2 separate regions of the Mus musculus genome follow, and region 1 is linked to region 2. A link is a contact called in public promoter capture Hi-C data. All regions are on one chromosome and are shown on one strand. The core of a region is the stretch at or near the end of the contact, and the rest is flanking DNA. Distances in the headings are between cores, read along the strand shown.

Region 1 (4,923 bases), core at 1,954-4,453, 190 kb after region 2:
GACTTGTGGCCTGTATTCATAAAGCAACTTTATTTTTGCCACTTAGTCTCTCTTTAAAGCTTCTTTGTGAATCAAATTATTTCCCTCCTGTGGATAAACACAGTCAGAGGCCAAGACATCTCTGGACCCTGTTAGGTGTCAAAAAAGTCCCAATAGCAGTTAATTGAAAGTTGTGAGCCCGGAGTGGTGGTGCGTGCCTGTAATTCCAGCTATTGAGAAGTAGATGCAGAAGAATCAGAAGAAGTTCAAGGACATCCTTTGCTACACAGTGAGTGCAAGACAAGCCTGGGCCATATGAGACCCCTTCTCCTCTAGCCCCCTTAAAAGAATCAAACCCAAAGAAAACAGGAAATAAGCAAACAAAAAATGTGTGACTTCTCTCTGACCTTGAACCTGTTGAAGACAGGAAGTGTACAGAGGGAAAAGAAACATGTATCATTAGTCAGGGCTCTCTAGAGGAACAGAACTGACTCTGTGTGTGTGTGTGTGTGTGTGTGTGTGTGTGTGTGTGTGAAGGGATTTATTAGAAAGACTTACAGACTATGGTCCAGCTAGTCTGGTAATGGCTTTCTACTGATTGGAAGTCTAAGAATCCAGTAGTTGTTCAGTCCACAAGGTTGGATATCCCGGCTGGTCGTCAGGATGAGCTGGAATCCTGAAGAAGTAGTCTCCAATGACAGTGAAGGAATGACCTCAGGGGTGGAGGAGTGCAACTGGGGAGAACAGATCTAGAACAAGAGTGTGGTCAAGATGCATCTGAAACTATGAAAATCTTCTCTTGAGAACAGAATCTCATCTTGAGACCAGCAGGAGTAAGGATCACTCCCTCCCAATTCTGCCTGCCCAATGACCCCCTACCTCTGTCCTTCTTGGGAGAGTCAAGTAGCCTCTAGACCAAATTACAGGTGTAAGCACCTGGAATCCACCTACAGGCAAAATAAAGCATTCCTGGCACCTCAGCCTGAGCCAACAATGTACACTCTCTCCTACCCAATCCTACCACTCCCCGAAGTTTATATAGCCCTTGTTACCCCTGAATAGAAAGAGCTGTTATTTCATGGAGTATTGTCTAAGAAGAGCTGTTTCACTTTCCCACCATAAAGGACACTGAAAACCTTCTTGGAAAAGGAGTTCTCCTCAAAGGCCTGTTCTTTTGTCTGGAGGGTTCAAGGGTGTCAGTTCTCAGCCACGTCTGAGGAAATCTTCCGTAGTGGCTCCCTTCTGACCCTGAACATGCTCAGTATGTGCAAAGAGATTTCGAGAGATGTCTGCCTTGTTCTCTTTGCAAAAATATTGGTCTGCTTCATCTGTTGGAAATTTGCTATTCCATGTGCCAAGCCCCAGTGACCACTTTAACATCATGTTGAGAATTCATTTGTGCATTCAGTCGGCATCAGGCTCCTGGTAGTGAGGCACTGTCAAGTGCATTTTTAAGACTAGGCGCATATGTATTTTAACAGCCATATTAAGCAGAAGAAAATTGAAGATTGGTTTTAATAACAAAACGTCCAACCTAGCATATCTAAAACTTCGTCATTTCAATGTGAAATCAATATTTTTTAAATTAGCAAAGAGGTATTTTTTTCATTCTTCTTTTCCTCAAAGTCTTTATGACACAAGTTCACATCTATCCCACCTTCTAGTTAGGAGCAGACACAAGGCAAGAACTCAGTGGCCATCGGAGGCCATAGATTGCCACCAGTGTCAACTGAGCTGGGCATACTGTCCACAGGGCATAAGCTCCTCAGACAGAGTTGATGTCTGTCTTGATGGCTCCTTATCAGTGGTTGGTATACAGGAGGTATTTTACATGTGCAACCTTGAATTGAGATGCAATAGAAAGAATAAAGGAACTTTTGGGGGGGGTTGCAGAATGACTTCCCATAACACTCAGAAATGAAACCACCCAGTTCTGCACATGGCTTGCCAGTACAGTTTGTAATTCATTTCTTCCACAGGCATCCAAAGTCCCTGAAGACAGAAGCTTTTCTGTCTTAACTCTCTTTCACACCCCCACAGTTACCCCTGGTTCCTGGTATTGCGGTGTGCCACTTCATGCAGCCAACAAGTATTTATGCGGTGTTCGTCTCAGACCGGTTACTATTTTAAGTGCAGGGATGGAAATAATGCAGTCTGTGTTGATGGAGCCCACAGGGCGAAAAGAAGCTAACGAAGGTCTGTGAAGGAAATAAATTGGGTGACATGATAGGGTGTGACAGGGGACAGGAGCACTGGGTACTGGAGGAGGAGGGGCCAGTTCTGCAAAGAGCCATCTCCTTATATCTCATCACAGTCCTCCCCGCCCCCTCTGCTGAAGGGACTAACTCAATCTCAGCTCTGCCCTTAACTTCCTGTTTCTGCTGTGCCCTGCTCTCTCTTTGGCCCGCCAGTCACTTTTATCTTCCAGTGTTTCAGCTTCTGGGCTGTCTTCTCAAAAGAGCCATCCCTGACAACCCTGTCCAGCTCCACGTCCCCCTCTCCCCCGCCATAACTCTGTTGACAACATGCATAACACCATCTATGACCGTGTGCATACCGGAGGTAAACTCTTGGTGAAGCCCTCTTGGCAGTTGGAATCTTTTAGTGCCTAGAATATTCCCTTGGTGACTAATATTTGGCCAATAATCACTGATCATTAGCTATGTGGGTTTTTTTTTTTTAATTTTTAAATTTTTTTTCCGAATGAGTAAAGAAAGATCACTAGTAAAAATCTTTGGGAGGTGTTTTAAGGGCTGATTTAAATACTTGTAAACGAACTCTGGGAAGAACACCACTTTATTTTCTGTCTCCTAAAAGAAAGACGGGCTAATCCATCTAAAAGTTACTCTTTGGGGATGCTATGGGCATCCAGTGTCCTAGGAATTGCTTTCAGTTCCTTCAGCACTTAACTGAAGGGCATTTCTGGACCCCTGGAGGAAGTCAAAGGACCACAGGCTAAACATTCCTGTGGAAATGGGGATCCCGATTGAATCACCAAGAGGCAGGTGTTCGCGGAGATCATGTGTGAAGTGGCTTTGAAGACCCAGGAAAGGTCTGGCTAAGGAAGGCGTTGGGGTGGGAGAGAAGCTTGTGGGTCAGGAAACTGTAAAGGAAATCTGTTGGTTCATTACCTGGCGGTTGCTAGGGACGCCCGCCTCCTCCAATCATCGTTCCTCTTACTAGAGTGTGAGCCACACTCTGCGGTTGCTGTGGCAACAGATGGTAACAAGATGGACTCGGCAGTGCAGCAAAAAGTGGCGCGCAAAAAGTGCAGAGACTGTGAGTTGAAACCCAGTTTCGTCAGGGAGCGCGGTGTGGAGTTTGCCCTGGGATTCTGAGTGTACAGAGGTTACCGGATCTCTCAATGGTCTCAGGGTGAAAGAGTGAGCTTATGGGGACTGATGAGATGGCCCCTACTGTTCACCCCACTGAATTTAGGGGATCTTGGATTTCTGTACTTGGGATTCCCGCCTGGAAGCTCGCTTCTAACTTCAGCTTTGGGCAAATCGCTTTCAGTCTTCCCTAGGAAAATGGATGGCAGGTCCCATGCCCTTCCTTCAGCTGTTCCTGCCCCGTTCTCAAAATGACCCTGAAGATCAAATGTGTGGCTAATTATATAAAGGAAAAAATCCCAAACGTGCTCTTCTTATGCGACCCTGAAGCAAGACTGCAACAGTTAACCGCCTCTGTGCCTCTCTGTGAGTGTGCGCAATTAGGGCTCAGAGAGTGCCCCAGGATTGGAGCTGGGGACCAGCGCTTTGTAGGTCTGTGCTGTCCTCGGGGCCCTGGGTTCTGTGTGTGCTTCAATTTCTGGAATCCTGATTCTGCTTGGGGTTGTTTCGTTTTTTATTTCGGAACATTACAAGCGCCCGAGTGTTAATTAGACGATTGTGTTTTAGCTCTTATCTTTACTTAAAGCAACTTGGGCCCCACTTCATGTCTAGTACCACCTGGAGCTTGTCTGGAAGATTGTAGAACAAGAGTTCTATTTTAAACGAGCATAAACAGTGGAGTCACGGGCGTCCGTGTTAGAACTCAGACCTTAATTAAGATCAAATTTGAAACTAGTTTAAAAAAAAAAAATCCAAACTCATGCAGGATAATGAGTTTGTTTGGTTTTTTTTTTTTTTTTTCCAAACCCAGACAGTCACAGAAACACCAAAAAGCTTTCAATGTGGGACTCCTTAAGGACATTTTATAAAATGTATTAGACATTTTCCCAGTCATCCTCACAAATCACTAGAGGGTATATGCGCCCACCCACTGAGTCATTGTTCGTCTGTGTTTTGGGGATCCCAAGTTCACATCAGTTTCTTCCTGGAGAGCATCCGCTCATGTGGGGAATCACACCTTGCTTGGCTGGGGGCTGGGAGGTTCCCTTCTTACCATCTCGCACTCACACCCCTGTGATTTCTACAGTTTGCACAGCTGTCCCTGCACTAATGTTCACCAGCACAATTGGGACCATTGATCTTGCTTTAGGGCCCAGGCTCACGCATTAATGGGCCTGCAACGACAACCATCCAACTATTTTTAAAGTTACCTGTTTTGTTTTCCAACACTCCTGAGTATAGTGAGCTTCATTGTCTCAGTTTGTGCGGCTTGCCCTGGATACTGGTGAATGCTTGAAATGCCCGTTCTTTAAGACTTTTATTATCCTGATGGGAAAAGAATGGCGATCACTTTATTTGTGTTTCCCTGATTGCTAGTCCAATAGAGTAGTCTCTGACTGTTCATTATTGACAACGGCTCTAATGTGAATCCGCTGCCTTTTAAAATGCAGATGCCCTTTTTCATATTGATTTCTAGATATCCATTTAGTTCTAGTGTCAACTTGACACAGCCTAAAATCACCTAAGAAGGGAATCTCACGATTGGCTTGTGGGAATATCTGTGGGGAATCATCTTGAGCCCACTGTGGGCAGCACCATTCCCTTGGCAGGG
Region 2 (5,461 bases), core at 329-2,828:
GTGGGTGAAAGTCAGAAGTGCCACAAAGCCGACGATGTAAGACAGTCTTGGCTACAGAGGAAGACTTGCTAGTGTGTGACTAGTCATTTATGTAAGTGAAAACCTTGGCCAGAATCTAGGACTCAGACAACGCGTGTAGCAATTCCAGGAATCTGACTCCAGCATCATGAAGAGAAAAACCATTCTGTGTTTCACTCAGAACTCTGTCAAAAGAGCATTCACCGTTTTAGATCATGCTCTTGTGATTTTTGGAAACACCAGCGAAAGACAGGAGCTCTGTGGCTCTGACATCCGAATTCCATGTGGGACAATGGCAAATATGTATGCCATTAGACCAAAGTAGTGTTGTTACTATAAATCATTTTCATGTATCCTCTACTATGTATTACTTGTGGGTCTCTAGGCAGTGCCAATTTTCAGTTCCCGAACAGAAGTCATGTCTACAGAGACTGACTCATTGAACTATAGTGCTGTTGAGATATTGGAATGCTACAGGTGCCAAGGCTAGCTAATTATCTTATTTTGGGCCAGTGTTACCACTTTGAATAACCATTTCTTGCTTATTTTTCTGTAAGAACTAACATCCTGTAATATAGATTAAACACCTGTTGGGATCTTGTAACAGGCCATTGACTTCCACCAACACAAAAGCCAAGAAGGTTATCATATAGCATCCATCTGAAATATAGAAAGGCGACCCCTATCTTGCTGTACCGACCTCTCTGATGCACCCAACCAATATATCTTTTTTTTTTTTTTTCTTCTTTTTTCTTTTCGAGACAGGGTTTCTCTGTGCAGCCCTGGCTGTCCTGGAACTCACTCTGTAGACCAGGCTGGCCTCGAACTCAGAAATCTGCCTGCCTCTGCCTCCCAAGTGCTGGGATTAAAGGCGTGCGTCACCACCGCCCGGCCCAACCAATATATCTTAAACTTTGATTTAGGACTTTTTTGATCTGTAAAACTATAAAACTGCTTCCGCGTTGGAACGTGGAATTTGGGGCAACCTAAATCTGGGCTCCTGGGCTATGATCACTTAAATTTGGTTTGAGAATAAACTATCTCTTATCCCCTTTAAGGTAAGAGTTGTTTTCTTGTGTCAACAGCAGGTAGTTATGAATTTCATGGTAGGAAATCAGGTTGTTGTTGTTGTTATTATTATTATTTGTCCTGGTTTTTGAACCCAGAGTGCCCGAGAAGCAGTGTATCATTAAGCGCCATCTCCAGCCTCAGCTTCCAGAACAACTGCAATCAAGGCCCAGCAGCAGGCCTGCATGACATTACATAACATTTATTTTTAAAGTGGACCCTGGGTCCTCCAGCCTGTGACGCACTGGCACAGTCCACCTGCTGGCACCTCCAGCTTTACCAAGACATAAACTCGGGTGGCCTTTCTCGGGTGGGTCTATCCAGTACTCCAGGAGTAAGGGTCCTAAGACATCAGAACCCATGGCCCACGACAAAGAGCTTGAGTCCTAGGCGACAGAGAACCGCAGAGGCCAGGCGGGCACCCCAGAGAGGGAGGGGGCAGCACTCCTAGAGGGGCGGGGTCGGGCCGGTGACGCACTTCCGGCCGCGCGCGGACCGTGCTGCGCAGGTGAGTGCGGACCCATTGCGGTTCGCGGTGTGTCTTGGCGGACAGCACGCAGGGGCTCCCGCAGCCAGCCTCGCGGGCCACCAAGTCTCCGTGTCCACAGCGGTGACGCTTGAGTGGCGACCATTGTCAGACCCAGAAAACTCAGCAGGTGGCGGATCGGGGAAGCTGTGTCACTTCACAGAGGGGTAGCTGCGTGCGGGGGCGAAGCGGCTCGAGGTGACATCGCAGGTCTCTTGACCCGCCGCGGCCCTGCAGGTGTGTACTGCTTGTCCCGGGCTCCAGGCAGGGTGAAGGGCGCGGGGCCACCGCAGGGAAAGCAGGGCCACTTCTCAGCCGTTGGGGACAGAGCGAGCTTAAGGCCTGGTCTGCTGCATCGACGTCAGGCCCCACACATGCACACAAGATGACGACATGGCAAGAGTACACACAGACTAGTTTCAGAATTGCTGCTATTTCATACCCCGTAGAAGGCAGTGCGACATTTGGATGGATGCAGGTCTCTTACGGCTATAACCGTAGCCAAAACACTTATTTTTCCAAGGTGGGGAGCAGGGAGAGACAGAGACAGAGATAGACACAGAGAAAGAGTTTTAAGAGAAAGAAAAGTAACGGATGCTTACCTATGCGCAGCCAGATAAGAACGAATCTGGTCCTTATGCTGCATCCATCAGTGTATTCGTTCTTCATCTGACTCTCAGACTCTTCCCACCCTCAGATGTAACAACTATTTTGAATTTTGTGTTTACCACAGCCTATTTTTTTAAAAGTGTATACATATGCAACAGTTTAAGCTTTGTTGTTGTTGTTGTTTTTGAGTACTTGGTTAATTTCTAAGTAGTGTCTATGTCAGCTGGGTAAGGTCCAGCTATAAAAACAATACAGAAGCTGTATTTTCAGGGGATGGGTAGGTTGTTTTCAGGCTGGTTATGCATCACAAATAGTGCTGACGATGGATACTTTGTGCATGTCTCCTACACATGAGAATATCCATAGGAATACATTTTTCAAGCTTTTTTATTCACAGGCAATTTTCATACAAATGTAGAATGCATTTGATTCATTTCACACCCCCCCTTCCTGGGCACCCCCTTTGTAGACATTTTTAAGATTTGATGTGGATATAGAGTTTTCCAAACACATTTGGCATCGAGTGTTCCTGGTCAAGGGTTAATTCTGAGCCAGAGGAAAATTTACAGCCTGATAGTTTTTTAATTGCCAAATAAGTCATAATGAAAATGGCTGGGGAAACTCCTGCAATTTGAAGAGGTAGAAACATTTAAAAATCCTTTTGTAGTCTAGGTTTTTCAAGATGTAGAACGTAGGACAAAGGGTTTTGTTTTGTTTTGTTTGTGGGAATTTAGCTATGAGTAGAATATAGTCGCCTGGACAGAGTGAAGGACAAAGATAGCAAAATAGAAAAAAAATATAGACAAATTAAATATAACAGTTCAGTTGGGCAAAGAATGATTGACACCACAACAACTTGTAAGACTGGGGATGCCATGGGGCTGGGTATTTATAGACAGGAGAAGACCTGTACTGAAGAGCTAGCTCAGTTGGCTTGTGCCTGGAGCTTGCCTTATTTGAACCTAGTTTGATCAGCCTGGCCACTATGATTGGCTGAGACTCAGTTCTGAAGTTAGGTTTTGAATGTGTTTATATACTGAGTTAGGTTGCAATTCTCTACAGGTCAGGACTCTGGTATATGAGTCAGAAGGCTTTCTTAGGCCAATTTAGTTTGCTTTAATAAAGTGCATACAAGGTTGCCTTACCAGCTTTGGCCCTCAACAGGTTCTGTCTTGCAGGGTCTCTGAGGAGCCTTGGAATCTCAAAAGATGTCCTTCTAGGGTTAATGGGAAAAGCACTTACCTATCAAATCCTGCCCCCTGATGGTCAAGGGCGGCCTCATAGATGTTTATTTGCCTGCAGTCTGCTACAACAGGCATCTTAGAATATGGGAGAAGCCAGACAGCAGGAATGATGTAGATGTGGTATAAGTCCTTGTGAAGGTTGCTTACAGCTTTGTAAAGCTGGTCTCTGCCTAGGAGAACTGCAGAAAGCCTCCACTTGGCATAGCTGATCCAAAGTGGACAGGTTAGCTCGAGAACTGAAAGGCAGCCTGATACCTCTCTTATTTTAGCCAAGCTTTCTCAAGGTTAGCTTAGGCCATGGATGAGACCTGCACAAAAGCCTTAGGGTTCATTTGTTTCTTTGTGTGCATCCCCCCCCCCCTCCTTCCCCCATGGTTTGTTGAGACAGGATTCCTGTGTGGTTCAAAGTAGCCTTGAACTTTGAATTCCGGAGCTTTCTGCCCTGGCCTCCTGAGTGCCGGGGTTACAAGTAGGCACTGTTATGCCCTGGATTCATCAGGGTCCTTCTGTTGTTTTGGGGCAGGGTCTTTTGCAGCCCAGGCTGGCCTCCACCTCTGATCCTCGCCCCCCAGCTCCATCCCTCCTGGCAAGCGTGAGGATTCTTGACACCAAGAAGGCTCGAACTGGCAGGCAGAGGGGCAGCCGCCTCCTATCTATGTGGTATTCCTGCAGCCTGACTCCCAGACCTGACCCAGCCGGCCTGTCCTGCGCTGTCATTGCAAATGATGCTCAGTTGCAGACAGAGAAATGAGTTAGGGTTGATAATGTTCTCCCTAGAACTGAATCCTCTCGTCCTGGTCTGTTATCCTTTAGGCTCTGCCTAAGTTTTATAAATACTTTTATATGATGCTTGTAAGAACTGCCAAATCACAGGCTTCTTGGCAGCCAACTTGAGAGCATCAGTGTCCTACCTGGGAAGGACACCTGGAACCAGTGAGGGGTCGCTCCATCTTCTTTGGCAGCTCCTGTTCCTGTCTGGGAACCAACTCAGATCTTAACTATGCTCCTGATTGGGATGGCTCACCTTACACCCCTCCCCCACCCTGTTTCTTCTCAGCTCCAGTCCTTCCTTGAGAGGGAGACCAGGTGACAGCAGCCATGATCCCATCGGTTTGGCCCCAGGTGAGCCGGGGGACCCTCATCCTTTCTTCTGGGCAGTTCAGATTGAGAGCTGGGAGCTGGCGAGACTTGGAAGGAAAAGCGCTTCTACCTGCCGGCCGGATCTCATGAGAAAGAGGGCAGACAGGTGGCAGAGACTTGGAGAGTGACCAGCGAAGGTGGCAGGACAGTGAACTCAGCAGACGGAGTCACACAAGGGTCTGCATGGCACTGCACTTGAGCACCCTGGCAGAGGGCGTCTGGAAAAAATGTTGCCATGGAAACCACCCATGTGGTACTTTGAGGAGTTGCAGAGGTTTAGGGTAATTGATAGCTGGGGTGGAAAGAAGAGCTGCAGTCCAGTAAGAAGGACGCTGTGCCTCTGACTAGGAGGGATGAGGTCCATGGTAGAAAGTGGGAGCAGGCAAGGGAGAGACAGCAGAGCTGTGAGTCCTGGGTGGGGGTCTATGTGGGGAGTCAGGTGGCAGATGGGTTAGAAGCCAGGCTACCCTTAGAAGGATGAGGGGCATGTGTTTTGCCATATGAGGATGGGAGTCGTGGGACTGGGGCCTAAGGCAAACCAAAGAGGTGCCGAGACCTGGCAGGGATGCAGTGGGAGCTGCAGATGCTCCCAGCAGCTCCCAGCCAGTGAGGGACAGCCAGCCTGTCTAAGGGTACAATTGTGTAGTCGAATTTGCTCACGGGGGTTCTTTTTCTTTCAGCCGAGTGTGAAAGTGGCACGCGGTTTCTCTGCTGTAAGAGGAGGAGGATATCCCATAGTTTACTTCCCCGGTGTCTTTTTTTCTCCACTTTCCCTTGTTACTAACTTTGTGCTCCTCGCAAGCCCCCTCTCCAAGCCCTTACTTTGCCCTCTGCCCCTTTACTTAGGGCCTGAGCC

Evidence for each region. Capture Hi-C pulls out chosen DNA fragments and counts their contacts.
Region 1: a contact with region 2 is called in a promoter capture Hi-C map of adipose tissue. The contact joins the promoter of Hydin here to the promoter of Zfp612 in region 2. A contact is called at or near these places in 2 of 39 promoter capture datasets (cranial neural crest and embryonic stem cells) and 1 of 9 other capture datasets (adipose tissue).

The regions. Positions count from the first base shown.
Region 1 is chr8:110,263,774-110,268,696 of GRCm38.p6, forward strand. Hydin (HYDIN, axonemal central pair apparatus protein) reads left to right here and starts at 3,204. Exons shown (of 87, transcript NM_172916.2): 1 at 3,204-3,258; 2 at 3,496-3,677. The coding sequence starts at 3,563. Gm26832 (a long non-coding RNA gene) reads right to left here and starts at 3,249. Exons shown (of 5, transcript XR_879191.3): 1 at 3,111-3,249; 2 at 2,024-2,177; 3 at 538-728.
Region 2 is chr8:110,078,156-110,083,616 of GRCm38.p6, forward strand. Zfp612 (zinc finger protein 612) reads left to right here and starts at 1,579. Exons shown (of 5, transcript NM_175480.4): 1 at 1,579-1,849; 2 at 4,523-4,587. The coding sequence starts at 4,564.